Linked DNA regions of Zea mays: regions 1 and 2 are each linked to region 3. Evidence: chromatin contacts called from public Hi-C data. All regions are on one chromosome and are shown on one strand. The core of a region is the stretch at or near the end of the contact, and the rest is flanking DNA. Distances in the headings are between cores, read along the strand shown. Region 1 has its middle 42 kb from the start of LOC103639198. Region 2 holds the start of LOC100283166 (SNF1-related protein kinase regulatory subunit beta-1). Region 3 holds the start of LOC100304292 (glucose-6-phosphate 1-dehydrogenase).

Region 1 (3,914 bases), core at 190-2,689, 140 kb after region 3:
AATTTAGGATCGCTGCAACAGCAATGCAGTTAGACTCGTAATTAATATTTTATGATATATAGTGATACTAAATATGCTACACTGTGTAGATAATTATGCAATTGGGTATACTGCGTAAAAATCTGTTACCAGCTGTATGCACACGAATTTATGATGGAAAGAATATGCAATAAAAGGAAATGAATTGCATGCATAGAAACAAAAAATCGCATTTAATGTTTTATTTTCTTCATAAATATAGGATCCCTCCAACAGTCATGTAGCTAAACGCATTAGAACTAATTTATGATGTATATTGAAACAAATTATACGACACGGTGTAGGTACTTATGCAATTCCTTACTGTGCGTAAAAAAACTGGCATGTTGTTCACTGGTGGACGCATATCCGGGTGAAGCGTAAAAACCTTAAGTTTTGAGCATAAGATCCCTCAATTATAAGCGTAAATACCGAGTCAATGAGAGGTTGATAGCTATAGTAGGTTGCTATTACGATCCTATTTTTATGACAGATCCTAAATTTATGGCAGCCGCATGCATGCGGTTTCTATTTTTATACAGATCCAAAAATTATGGCAAAATCGTGGGAGTTTCCATTGCATGCGTGCAAATTACGAACAACATAAATTAAGGAATTGTCTTTCCAATGTGCATGCAGTAAACTGATATACGAACTCCGTGTTCAAGCATAAAATCTTACAGTTTTTAGCGTAAATAGTACATGTGGTAGGCATAAAACACAATAATCAAAAAAGAAAACTGCGCCGGATCGGAGGATGTCACGCGTGATCATCGCTGCGCGCATCTCGCGCCTTCCGTGACGTCGCTCGCTCGAACATCGCGCCTCATGCGTCGCCGTCGCTACTCGCACGTCGACGGGCGTCGCTTGCTCGCCGGCCATGGAAGTGCCGCCTCCTCGGAGCTTCGGGGACGCTGCCGCTTGCCCGCATAAGGGCCCGCTGTGGATCGAGGAACCTCCGCCACCGCGCGTCGAGGTAATGGAGTTGCGGCCACCGGCCTGGGAACCGCCGCCACCGCACAAGGGCGCTGCCGCCGCTCGCCCTCTGGATCGGGGGCCGCCACCGCCGGCCTGGGAACCGCCGCCACCGCACAAAGGCGCTGCCGCCGCTCGCCTTCTGGATCGGGGGCCGCCACCGCCGGCCTGGGAACCACCGCCACCGCAAAGAGACTTAGATTATATATGAGTGGGGTGTGGCCGTAGGAAAGACAATTTCAGTATATGAATAGAGATCGGGACAACGCACGTTTGCTCACGATCGATCGTCCGCGCGCGGATGTTGTTGATTACCTTATCGGCATGACGGAGGACGGTGGCGTCACTCTTGCTTGGCTATATCTGCGCTGCCAAGTGCCAACACGCCACCCGCTGCGACCGTCCGTGTCCAATATGTAGCTGCCGTGCTGGCATCGGCTTTTACTGGATTATTATTTGTTGCAATTGGCACGGTAGAATTCTGCTGAATTTTTCGTTCCGCCCACGACCAGTACATATCATATCAGCTAGGCGCCGCGTGAACCAAGTATGAACTGGATGCCACACGGATCGGAGTCGACGCTCAAATCAAGCAGGAGACAATAATCGTCTTTGAGCGAACGTTAATTTCAGACCTCGCATTCACGTGAGCAGGGAGACGGGACAACCAGCAGAAACTACCTTGCAGCTGGTGCCTATTTAACTACAAATATGTGGCAAATGGAGACGCAATCTTGGACCAGAAAGCCATTTCTTATTTACTTCTAAGCATTGTCTATTTTGACTTAGGGACCGTTTGCATGGGCTAAACTTTTTTTTTATAAGATGCAATAAGTTGGGTTAGTGATTTTTCTTACTGTGTGTGCCTTGAAAAGTCTTTCTTAAACACACTCTCTAAATTCTCATTTACGTACGTACGGAGTCATTTCAATATAGATGACTCTCTATATATATAGCTTGTACTTGGTGTTTGCCCTAGCTAGCTAAAGTCTATTATTATGAGTGCAGTGAGAGGACTGATTAAGGAATTCATATACTCCTACCAGTGAAATAGATGGCCTATGTACTCGTGTGTCGTGTCATCATTGATTATTTTAGTACATATATCATATGCAGTCGAGAGGACTGATGACGTGAATGGTAGCAAATTAAAATTGCCACGTATACTACACGTACTCAGTATACTGTTCCCCAAAGGGCTGGGCCGATTTAGGAATTAGGATATTGGCCTAATGATTGATTATTGTTAGAGTGTATCAAGATATGTAACAACATCCTAGTTTATAGCTATATCAGTTTAGATTAGCATGTAAACGCATAGTCTATTAGGGGGCTTATCCCTGAAATTATGCTGAGCTTATCCTGTAAATCGTACCTATAAGTAATCAAGTCATGCCACCAGAATGAGGTGAGCAGCCCAATCTAATCTTTTAACTTGGTATCGCAGAGCCAAGATCCATTCTTCCTTCCATCCTCCCTCGCCATGTCAACAACCACTACACACAGCAGCTTCTCAGGCGTTACCTCTGCTCCTTCCCTCAGCACCGCCATCACCATCCGTCTCTCCCGCACCAATTTTTTCCTGTGGAAAGCTCAAGTCACGCCGATCCTTCGTGCTCATCAGTTGTTCGGCCATGTTGATAGCTCGCTTCCACCACCGACTCCGGTCATCACCACCGGAACTGGAGCCGATGCTCTTCAGGTTCCCAACCCAGATTACCTTCGTTGTTTCGCCTTTGATCAACTCATTCTTTCTGCACTCCTTGCATCCATGTCTGAAGAAATGCTAGGCCAAATGACCCAGCACACCAGTGCTGTTGCTGCCTGGTCTGCGTTGCACGCTATGTTCTCCTCCCAAAATCGTGCCCAGATCATGCAGGTTCGCTATCAGCTTTCCAACGCCAAGAAGGCAGATCTCACAGCCGCTGCGTACTTCCAGAAGATGAAGGGGTATGCTGACACCATGGCTTCTTTGGGTCACCCCCTTTCTGATGAAGAAGTCCTCGGCTACATGTTGGCCGGGTTGGGCTCTGATTTTGAGTCCTTCGTCACGACTGTTGCCCTGCGTGATACATCGATGGATCTCAATACCTTCTTCGCTCATCTTCTGAGTGCCGAAGCTCGTCTCCAACGCTACACCTCCACTGGTGAGATCCATTCCTCGGCGAATGCTGCTACTCGCCATCCCTTCAACACTCGTAGTGGTGGCCATGGTGGCCAGAACCGTGGACGAGGCGGTTCTGGCCGTGGCAGCGGTGGCGGCGGTCACAACTCTGGACGTGGCGGTAGCGGACCTAAGCCAACATGTCAGGTATGCAACATATATGGTCATGATGCGCTACACTGCAGGCAGCGTTTCAATCATGCGTATCAGCCTGACGATACTCGTGAGCGTCAAGTGAATGCCGCTGTGACTCCTTCCTACTCGGTCGACACAAATTGGTATCTGGACAGTGGTGCCAATGATCATCTGACCAACGACCTTGATCAACTCAGTCTACATGAACGTTACACTGGCAAAGACATAGTTCAGGTGGCTAACGGATCAGGTTTGTCTATTGCTCATATTGGTCACTCATTAATACCTGGTTCCTCACGTCCACTCTATCTTCACAATATTTTACATGTTCCTAGTGTTCGTAAGAATCTTCTGTCCATTCAAAAATTAGCTCATGATAATGATGCATTTGTGGAACTTCACCCATCCTTTTTCTGTATCAAGGATCAAAAATCACGGAGAACACTTCTACGCGGTAAAAGCTTCAATGGTCTGTACCCGGTGCCATGCTCTAAATCTTCATCACCTATGTCCCGCCATGCTGCTCTGTCCAGCCACTCAGTTTCCTCTGATCTGTGGCACTGTTGGCTTGGTCATCCATCCTTTAGCGTCGTCGACTTTATTGTCAAGTCCAATAAGTTAG
Region 2 (4,276 bases), core at 1,657-4,156, 210 kb after region 3:
TAATTCTAATGCTGGCACTGGACATTTGCTTAGGCACCATAAATCATGTAAAAATAAGTCTGATCATGCTGCTATGGTTCAAACTAGACTAGCTTTGAACCCTGATGGGTCTTTTAGAAACTGGGAATATGATCCTCAAGTGGCTAGAACTGAGCTTTGTCGTTTGATTGCTAGACTTGATCTTCCTTTAGGGATGGCTGACACAGATGCTTGGGATGATTACATTCAACATGCTCACAACCCTAGATATGTTAGAGTATTTAGGTTTACAACTGCTAGAGACTTAGTTAAGTTATACAATGAAAAATTAAAGAACTTAAAAGATGTTGTTTTTCCTACTGTGTCTTCTATTTGCTTGACTTCTGATATATGGTCTGGTAATGCCAAGGAAGACTATATTACTGTTGTTGCTCATTTTGTTAATGCTGATTGGGAGTTAAAGAAGTGTGTGATAGGCTTTAAATTGATCCAAGTGTCTCATAATGGTGTTAACATTGCTGAACGCATTGCTTATGTGATTCAATACTTTGGCATGATTGATGAAGTGTTCTCTGTTACCTTAGATAATGCTTCTTCTAATTCAACTGCCATGCTCACATTGTCACCTATGCTTGCTGGTTATTTGGGTGCTAATGTTGATCCAACATATACTAGTAACAAAACTTATAGTATGCTTCATCAGCGTTGTGCCTGTCACATTATTAACTTGATAGTGAAATGTGGCTTGAAAAGGCTTAAGGATTATTTAGATGTGTTTAGGACTGCTATTAATTTCTTAAACTCTTCTAACCCGAGAATTGGTTCATTTAGTAATTACTGCAAAGCAAAAGGTTGTAGACCTAGAAAATTTGGTTTAGACATGGATGTTAGATGGAACTCAACATATCTTATACTAAAACATCTCTTGCCATATAAGTCTGTGTTTTCTGTGTTCATTAATACACACTATGGCTATCCTCTACTTAATGAACAACATTGGTATGTAGCTGAAAAGGTTTTAGAGTTCCTTGAGCTGTTTTATGAATCAACTGTTGTCTTGTCTGGTGTTTATTACCCCACCAGTCTTTTGGTAATCCATCACATACTTGAATTTGCTAGCCACCTGCATGAACATGAACATGATACTAATCTAAGTGATGTTGTTGTTCCAATGAAAGCTAAGTTCATGAAGTACCGGAAGTCTATTCCAATGTTATATTCATTTGCATTTGTTCTAGACCCTAGAGCTAAAATGAGGGGTTTGTATAATGTTCTTGAACTGCTTTCTCAATCTAACAATTATAATTACAGTACTTATTTTGCTGATGTTAAGACTGAGTTGTATAAGTTATATGCCAAGTATGAAACTAAGTTTGGTGCTGCTAGGTCATTCAGAACCACACATCAATCATGTATGACAGGTAAGAGAAAACAGACATGGGGTAAAATTTCTGGAGGAACAGGTGCTTCTAGATCCTTAACTGCATCAGGTTCTTCAGGTAGTAGTGGACCTGGGGTGGGTCTTTGTGAGCTAACTGTTTACCTTGACAGTGACAATGTGGCTGCCTATGAGGATGATTTTGTTATCTTAAATTGGTGGCATGAGCATAAACTAACCTATCCAATTCTTTCAATTATGGCTAGAGACATTATGTCTGTTCCTGCCTCAACTACTTCTTCGGAGTCTACTTTCAGTTTGTCTGGCAGGATTCTTGAGGATCGACGACGACGCATGAACTCAGAGATAGTGGAGATGTTGGTGTGCATCAAAGATTGGGAGCTAAGCCAACAGCGGGCACAACATGCTGTGGTGGACAATGAATTAGAGGAGTCCTTCAAGGACCTCTGGCTGGATGAAGGTGCTGGTGCTACTGACACTTTGGCTTGATCTTGTGGGTTGAGAGTTGAGACTTTGGCTGGATGTAAAGTGTTTCTGATTTCTGATCTGTCCTGACACTTTGGCTTGTAAATTGTTATAACTTTGAACATTTGAATTATAAACTGAGCTGACCGTACTCTTTTTTCCTTTCTAGGGTTTCTCACGAGGTGTGAGTTTTACCTAGAAAGGTTTTTAATGAGGCGGCATTGCACTAACAGCTCAATATTTGTGTATATTTTTGTGTAAATTGTATTTTTTCTGTTATTGGGCTTCGGGCCGGCCCGACACTGTTTTGGGCTAGGGCTTTTTGGGCTGGCCCGGCCCGAAAAACGGACCGAAGGGCCGTGCTTGGGCCTCTTGTAAGACACGCATGACTGTGCAAGCCCAGCCCGGCAGGCCGTGGGCCTAGTTGTGCCGTGCCTAATTGGGCTGTGCCTAGGCCGGACCCAGGCTGTGCCGTGCCGGGCGGCCCGTTTGCTCATCTATATCTGATGATGTGTATAAGTATCAATTTTTACATTAATAACAAATGATATATGTCTTAATTATAATTTAAGTGGAATGGAGATCCTCGTCAAGGATTTATCCGAGAAACGAAGATGTGAAAGAAATATCTTTTATAAGCGTTCGTAAAAATCTTCACTAGGATTTTTTTTTACAAGAACGAGGATAACGAGCTATTCATGGACGAGAATTCCCGTTGCTATCTTTACTAATGATGCCGGGTGTCGGGTCCCAGAAGCTTGCACCAGTGCACCCGACCCGACCCGACCCAGCCCAGATTCCCTTCCCCTCCAACGTACGAGCCGTGACCCGGCCCCAGTCCACGTTACCAGTACTGTACTGTATGCGCGCGCTTTGCCCTCCCAAAGACGCCTTGGGCACCACATACCAACCAAACAGCATAGGTCCCACGGGGAAGTGGCGGTCAGACCACGAGCATCGAGCACCGGGTGCACCGTGCACGTGTGACGCCACGCTTCCGGCTCCGGGCAAGGGCAGTGTGGCACGCGCTTATATTTTACGAGCCCCGCAGCCCCGTCCCTCTCTTCTTCTCCCCCGCCCCCTTTTTCCTAGCGGCACGGCACCAGGCCCGCCCTGGTGGCATCTTCGTAATTTCGCGCCTCTTCTCCGCCACGGCGGCTGGGGGTGAGAGGAGGTATGGGAAACGCCAGCGGCCGCGACGAGGACGCCGCGGCTGTTGACGGCGACGGCGCCGACGTGGAGGACGGCGGAGGGGACTCGTCGGAGCGCGACTTCCCATCGTACGGTAGCGGAGGAGCCAACCACGTGCGGCGCGCGTGCTCAGTGGGCGTCGTAGGGGGCGGCGCCGCCGCCGGATCGCCACCCGGGAGCCCCGGTCACTCGCTCTCGCCGCGGATGTTCGTGCCCCAGGTCAGATCACGAGATCCCGCCCCGCTATGTTGGTTTGTTTGCTCGTTTGGTTAATCCAGGCTTTGGTTTCCTATGCTTGTTTGCTCGGGAGGTGGCCGGGTGATCTGGAGATGCCCGTGATTTGGTTGGTTTGGTTAGGGTCCTATGCGACGAGTTTTCGCGATCTGGAGGTGTCTAGCAAGGTTTGGTGTCGTCCGAATTCGCTTGTGATTGATGCCAACCGAAAAGCGTCTTTTCAATGAACCAATTTAGCTGCCGTGCCATTTCGTGCAGGTTGCTCACTTCGTAGCTTAACTAGTAGTTGCGCTTGCAGTGCGGCGAAACGTTTTTTTGCACCCATCAGAACACGAAAGCCAACTTTGGCTGGTCCTTGGTCTTTATCAGCAGTAGATTTTGTCAGAATATTTCTTTGATGATACTTAAGCAGTTAAGCTGTCAGACAGCCCGCTGCTGAACGGGGAGCTGCCAGTGTACTCGAGTTGTTGATTGGTCATAATAACAGAGTGATGTTTCTTGAATTTCACTTGATTGCCTAAATCAGTGTTGAGATTGATGTTCCAACTAGTTATTTACAACTAGATTACTCTCCGCAAGCCTTTCTTTTCATGTATTCACACCAGCAATTAATTATTGCTCAGGAACAGGGAAGGAAGTCAGGTCTCTGGCATATGTTGACATTTTATATACACCTGTGTTGATGATACTTTAAACTGTGTTGTCACATGAACATCGATATATACAGTCATTGGCATTTTTCATATATACAGTCAGCAACCTTCTGATTTTAAAATGACTGTTTCTTCTGAAGACTAAACCACATGAAACACAGGCGGTGCACTCTGGCGGTGTGCAGATAAATACAACAACAACCAAACAAACAACATAGCCTTTTGCCCCAAGCAAATTGGGGTAGGCTAGAGATGAAACCCAAAAGAAGGATAGAAAAAAACACCGAAATGATAAAAGACAGACAATAGATTTAAGGATAAATAGAAAAAGAGACAAAGATAAATAGAAAAAGAG
Region 3 (3,833 bases), core at 317-2,816:
CAAGCTTGCGTTCTGAAACTTGGAGCAGGTCTTGCAACCTATGTAAAGAAGCATCAAGTAGAAAGATCAATAGATGAATATAGCAATGTGTAACTACCAAATAATGTAAGCTAAGAAACTCCATCCCGTCATCAATGCCTAATAAATCGGATGTGATAAATTTGTCTGTCAGCCACCGAATGCAAAGCAATTTTTGCAAGACTTCAATTGGCCAATGGTGGGGAAAGGGAGACAAGTTTTTTATTCATGTACTGCACAACGTAAACAAACATAGCATTCAAACCAACAAACAATCTGCCCCTGTGTAATGGATTGACTATTGATGCAACAACAATTCCATCAACCAAGCGTGTGCGGTTCATATCAAACCAGCACACCTTTTTATGTGTACCACATTTCTCGAATATCCAAACAGGAGCATGTTGATACGTCACACGTTCAATTCAATGTGGCCTAGGGCTGAAAAAAAGCTTGAGGTTCGCGAGCCGGCTCGAGCTCGGCTTAGAGCGACTTGCGAGCCGAGCCAGGCCAGGTTTTCAAGCTCGTTGGTCCAACGAGTCGAGCCAAGAGCCGAGCCCGTCGTTCCGGCTTGCGAGCCGGCTTGCTGGCTATACAAAATTAATCAACCAATATAATAATGATAGATATTAGATAATTTTATAGCTATCTGACTCATTCCTTAGCCTTTGACGATGAATATAAGACAATTTATAATTTAGATTACTTATAGTGTTAAATGATAATTATAATTTTCATATTTATATACTATTAAGTCATTATATAATGCAATTTTATTTATTAGGGTGCAGCTCGTAAGCCATACTTCGAGCCAAGACTCCTTCAGCTCGTTGAGTGGGCGAGCTGCCCTAATGCGGCCCCCCAACACACACACACACCACCTCCGGCACCGGGGAGGGAAGGAAATAAAACAGCATCATATGGAACCCGTGGCGAAAACGCGATCATGGATGATGCTATAAACTTGCGTTGCAGAGCCAAGAAGGGCAGAAAGGTTCACTAGGATCACAAGCTGGCACTGGCAAAGCAAAGCCTCGCCATCCCACTCCGTGAATCTGCAACGGGCACGTATTGCTCCAGAACGCTACCGCACCAGCGGCATGCGAATTGGTTGATGCATTTCATCGAGCAAGCTAAGCGCGCAGCGCCGGAAGGAAAGAAAACCAGCACTTCTGCATCCTAGCACCGACCAGGGATACAGCACCACAGCCGCTCGTGGCGAGTACTCACCGGGGTTAAGCGCGAGGTCGCCAACGAGAACGGCGCCGGAGCTGCGGACGCCGACGCGGCGAGCCCTGGCATCTTCGGCGCTGTTCGACTGCTTGGTGCTGCGGTACTTGCTGACTTGGCTGCTCCCTCCGTCAGATCGCCTCGACCAATACTGGGAACCAGGAAGTGAAGAAGACTTAATTGCTCATGGCAGCTCGTGACGGGGAAAATGGATAGCGACAGTGTAGCGAGGCTGGGGCCGCCGTCGAAGTTGAACCGCTGTAGCTTTACATTACACGTCGACGACGTCGTGTATAGAGCAATTGATGGAATTCTTGGCTAACCGCCAGGAGCCCAGGATGCTTTACCAGAATTTGATGGAAAATACCGGAATTCCCCAGGAATCGAAAGCATATGCACTTCTTCGATGCGTTAGAAAAAGTTCGAATTTTGCCTAGATAACTTGTGAAAGAAATGTTTACAGAATCCTCAGTCAAAATGTGTACTAAATTTTAATGTCACAGAATTCATCCTAAAAAATGCATAGCAAATGTTACCATCATAACCGTAGCACGTTCAATTCAATGTATCACTGTTTACAGAGTAGAGCTTAATATGAGACTTGCTAGAGATAGTCCAGGGAGCTCCTAGAAGCACAATCCCCGATAGCCTCTGGTGAATCCCTACATCTCTCCTGAATCTTTCTTTGTTCTATATACCCCAAAAAAGGCACTTACAACCGAATATTCAAAGCAACATAACAATCTATAACAATCTTCTGCTGCTCGTTTCCAACCAATATAGATTCTGGATATCCTTCCAGGCTTCCAGCACTTATGTACTTCTATTTTTATTGCTAATACAATTGTACAATATGCCAATAACAAATTCATGATAACTTACAAGTTAATCCAAGCTTTTCCCTAAATTGTACAACACTGGAGCACAATATGAGACCAGAAGATGTTAATACAACTTGTACAGAGAGGACTGATCCTCCAGTCATCTGCAAATGCTTTGCGAGTTTGCAGCCAGCAGTCCCACATTCACAGATCAGTTCATCGAGTGACCCCAACGGGGGTGATGTTACTCTCGTGGCCTAGCAAGCCAAAGAGAACTCAGTGCGCGCAAACGTGAAAAGTAGTCATGGATTGCAAGAAGCGCACGAGCAGCTTGTCGGATTGTCAGGATACGTTGCATCTGATGTAAGGTCTGCTGTCGTAGATTGTCAGCCTAACGATAATAGAACACCAAAAGTCTTCAGAGCTAGGAACACCAAGAGCTACATACATATATTTCTTAAAAGTAGAGAAAATGTATCGAATCAAATGACATGATCTCCCTATGACAGTCAACAACAGAAACAACAAAACTAAATGTTTGCCAGGGTTGGAGGTATCTGAAAAGTTTACCTGGCGAAGGAAATTCTCGAGTGTGCCAAGTTTTCCCATGGCCATAGCCATTTGACCCATATAGTTTGCCACGTTTCCAGAAGATCCTGATGGACCAAGGGACCCAGCCAGCGTTTCTGCCAAGGACTGCTGCAATGCTTCCATTCCTTGTGACAATGCATCCTCAGCCTGCTGAGAAGATTGCTGCAGATTGGACAGCCCCATCAATTGCTGCTCAGTTAGAGGCTCAAGCTGATTCACAAGGAGCTGCAATTTTACAAAAGTGTAAGGAATAGTTCATCTTGAAGCAGAAACATCCATTGAATGGTACGGATTATAAAATAAAATAAAAATTCACGCCCTACTAAGGAAAATACTCCTGCAATAGGCTATAAATGTAAGTTGTTTTGGGCATCTACACAGCACTCTTGTCAAGGAAAATATATTACAGTTACAAACTGGTAAAAGCCATTGGATGTGACAACAGCATGCAGGACCTTAAGATTCATGTCATCATGTCATTGGTACATTGGGGGATACCTTGTAAATTACAGTCCTGACATCTGTAATGATATTGAATAATACCAAAAAGAAGTGGACAACTGGACATTATGGAAGTAGTTGCACTGATATATAGGTGATAACAGCCCTTACAAATTGGTGGTGGTGGTGATGTGTGTGTGTTGCGGTGGTGATGTGTGTGTGCGTTGAGGTGGTGATTATGGTGTGTGGGGTGTCAGTCATTTTGAGGCAGGTACCAAGACTATTTGAAATCAAAGGTGGTTTCATATAACTTGATCTATATCATATGCATGCACCTTTAGAAGCTCAGACGAACGGAAACCCCCAAGCCACAAGAAGCACCTTTCAGCAGATGTTTTCCACATGCCTGAAAGTATATGGAACACATCAGCCTTTGCAGCAATGCCCTTCAGCCTGAATATCTCGTCATAATGTGCCATTATCCCATCGACTATAAGACGGAGGTCACTATCACTTGCATGAGCATTTACTGCAGTCCTCAGCTCATTTATCTGCTTATTTTGTTCCTCTTGCCATCGAGAATATTCTAAATCGAAGGTCATAGCTCCTGCAGAGATGAGCTTACTTCGTCAGCTATAATCCTTTGAAGCACTTGAGCATTACAATGATGTAAGGTTGCAAAAAGCAATTACAGAAAGGATGTGTGGGGGTGTGCATGAGAGAGAGAGAAAT

The links. A called contact is a pair of places that touch in the nucleus more often than the background predicts.
Region 1: a Hi-C map of leaf shows a contact between it and region 3, with 6 times the contacts expected there. The contact joins the enhancer-like site here to the promoter of LOC100304292 in region 3. A contact is called at or near these places in 11 of 25 Hi-C or Micro-C datasets (bundle sheath, ear, endosperm and 4 more).
Region 2: a contact with region 3 is called in a Hi-C map of leaf, with 3 times the contacts expected there. The contact joins the promoter of LOC100283166 here to the promoter of LOC100304292 in region 3. A contact is called at or near these places in 6 of 25 Hi-C or Micro-C datasets (ear, leaf and an unstated tissue).

Annotation. Positions count from the first base shown.
Region 1 is chr9:140,069,367-140,073,280 of Zm-B73-REFERENCE-NAM-5.0, forward strand. No RefSeq gene overlaps it. Among protein-coding and RNA genes, the nearest start is that of LOC103639198, 42 kb to the left of the region's middle. Within about 2 kb of position 1,440, at least 9 of the 20 cell types and tissues checked have an H3K27ac peak or open chromatin away from gene starts, as enhancers often do. A contact at or near this core is called in endosperm, leaf and leaf mesophyll, where this site is marked.
Region 2 is chr9:140,141,024-140,145,299 of Zm-B73-REFERENCE-NAM-5.0, forward strand. It overlaps LOC100283166 (SNF1-related protein kinase regulatory subunit beta-1), which reads left to right and starts at 2,907. Exons shown (of 4, transcript NM_001156068.2): 1 at 2,907-3,253. The coding sequence starts at 3,020.
Region 3 is chr9:139,933,115-139,936,947 of Zm-B73-REFERENCE-NAM-5.0, forward strand. It overlaps LOC100304292 (glucose-6-phosphate 1-dehydrogenase), which reads right to left and starts at 1,567. Exons shown (of 12, transcript NM_001361277.1): 1 at 1,249-1,567; 2 at 1-38. The coding sequence starts at 1,320. LOC100217305 reads right to left here. Exons shown (of 10, transcript NM_001143652.1): 8 at 3,437-3,708; 9 at 2,640-2,885; 10 at 1,995-2,460. The coding sequence ends at 2,314.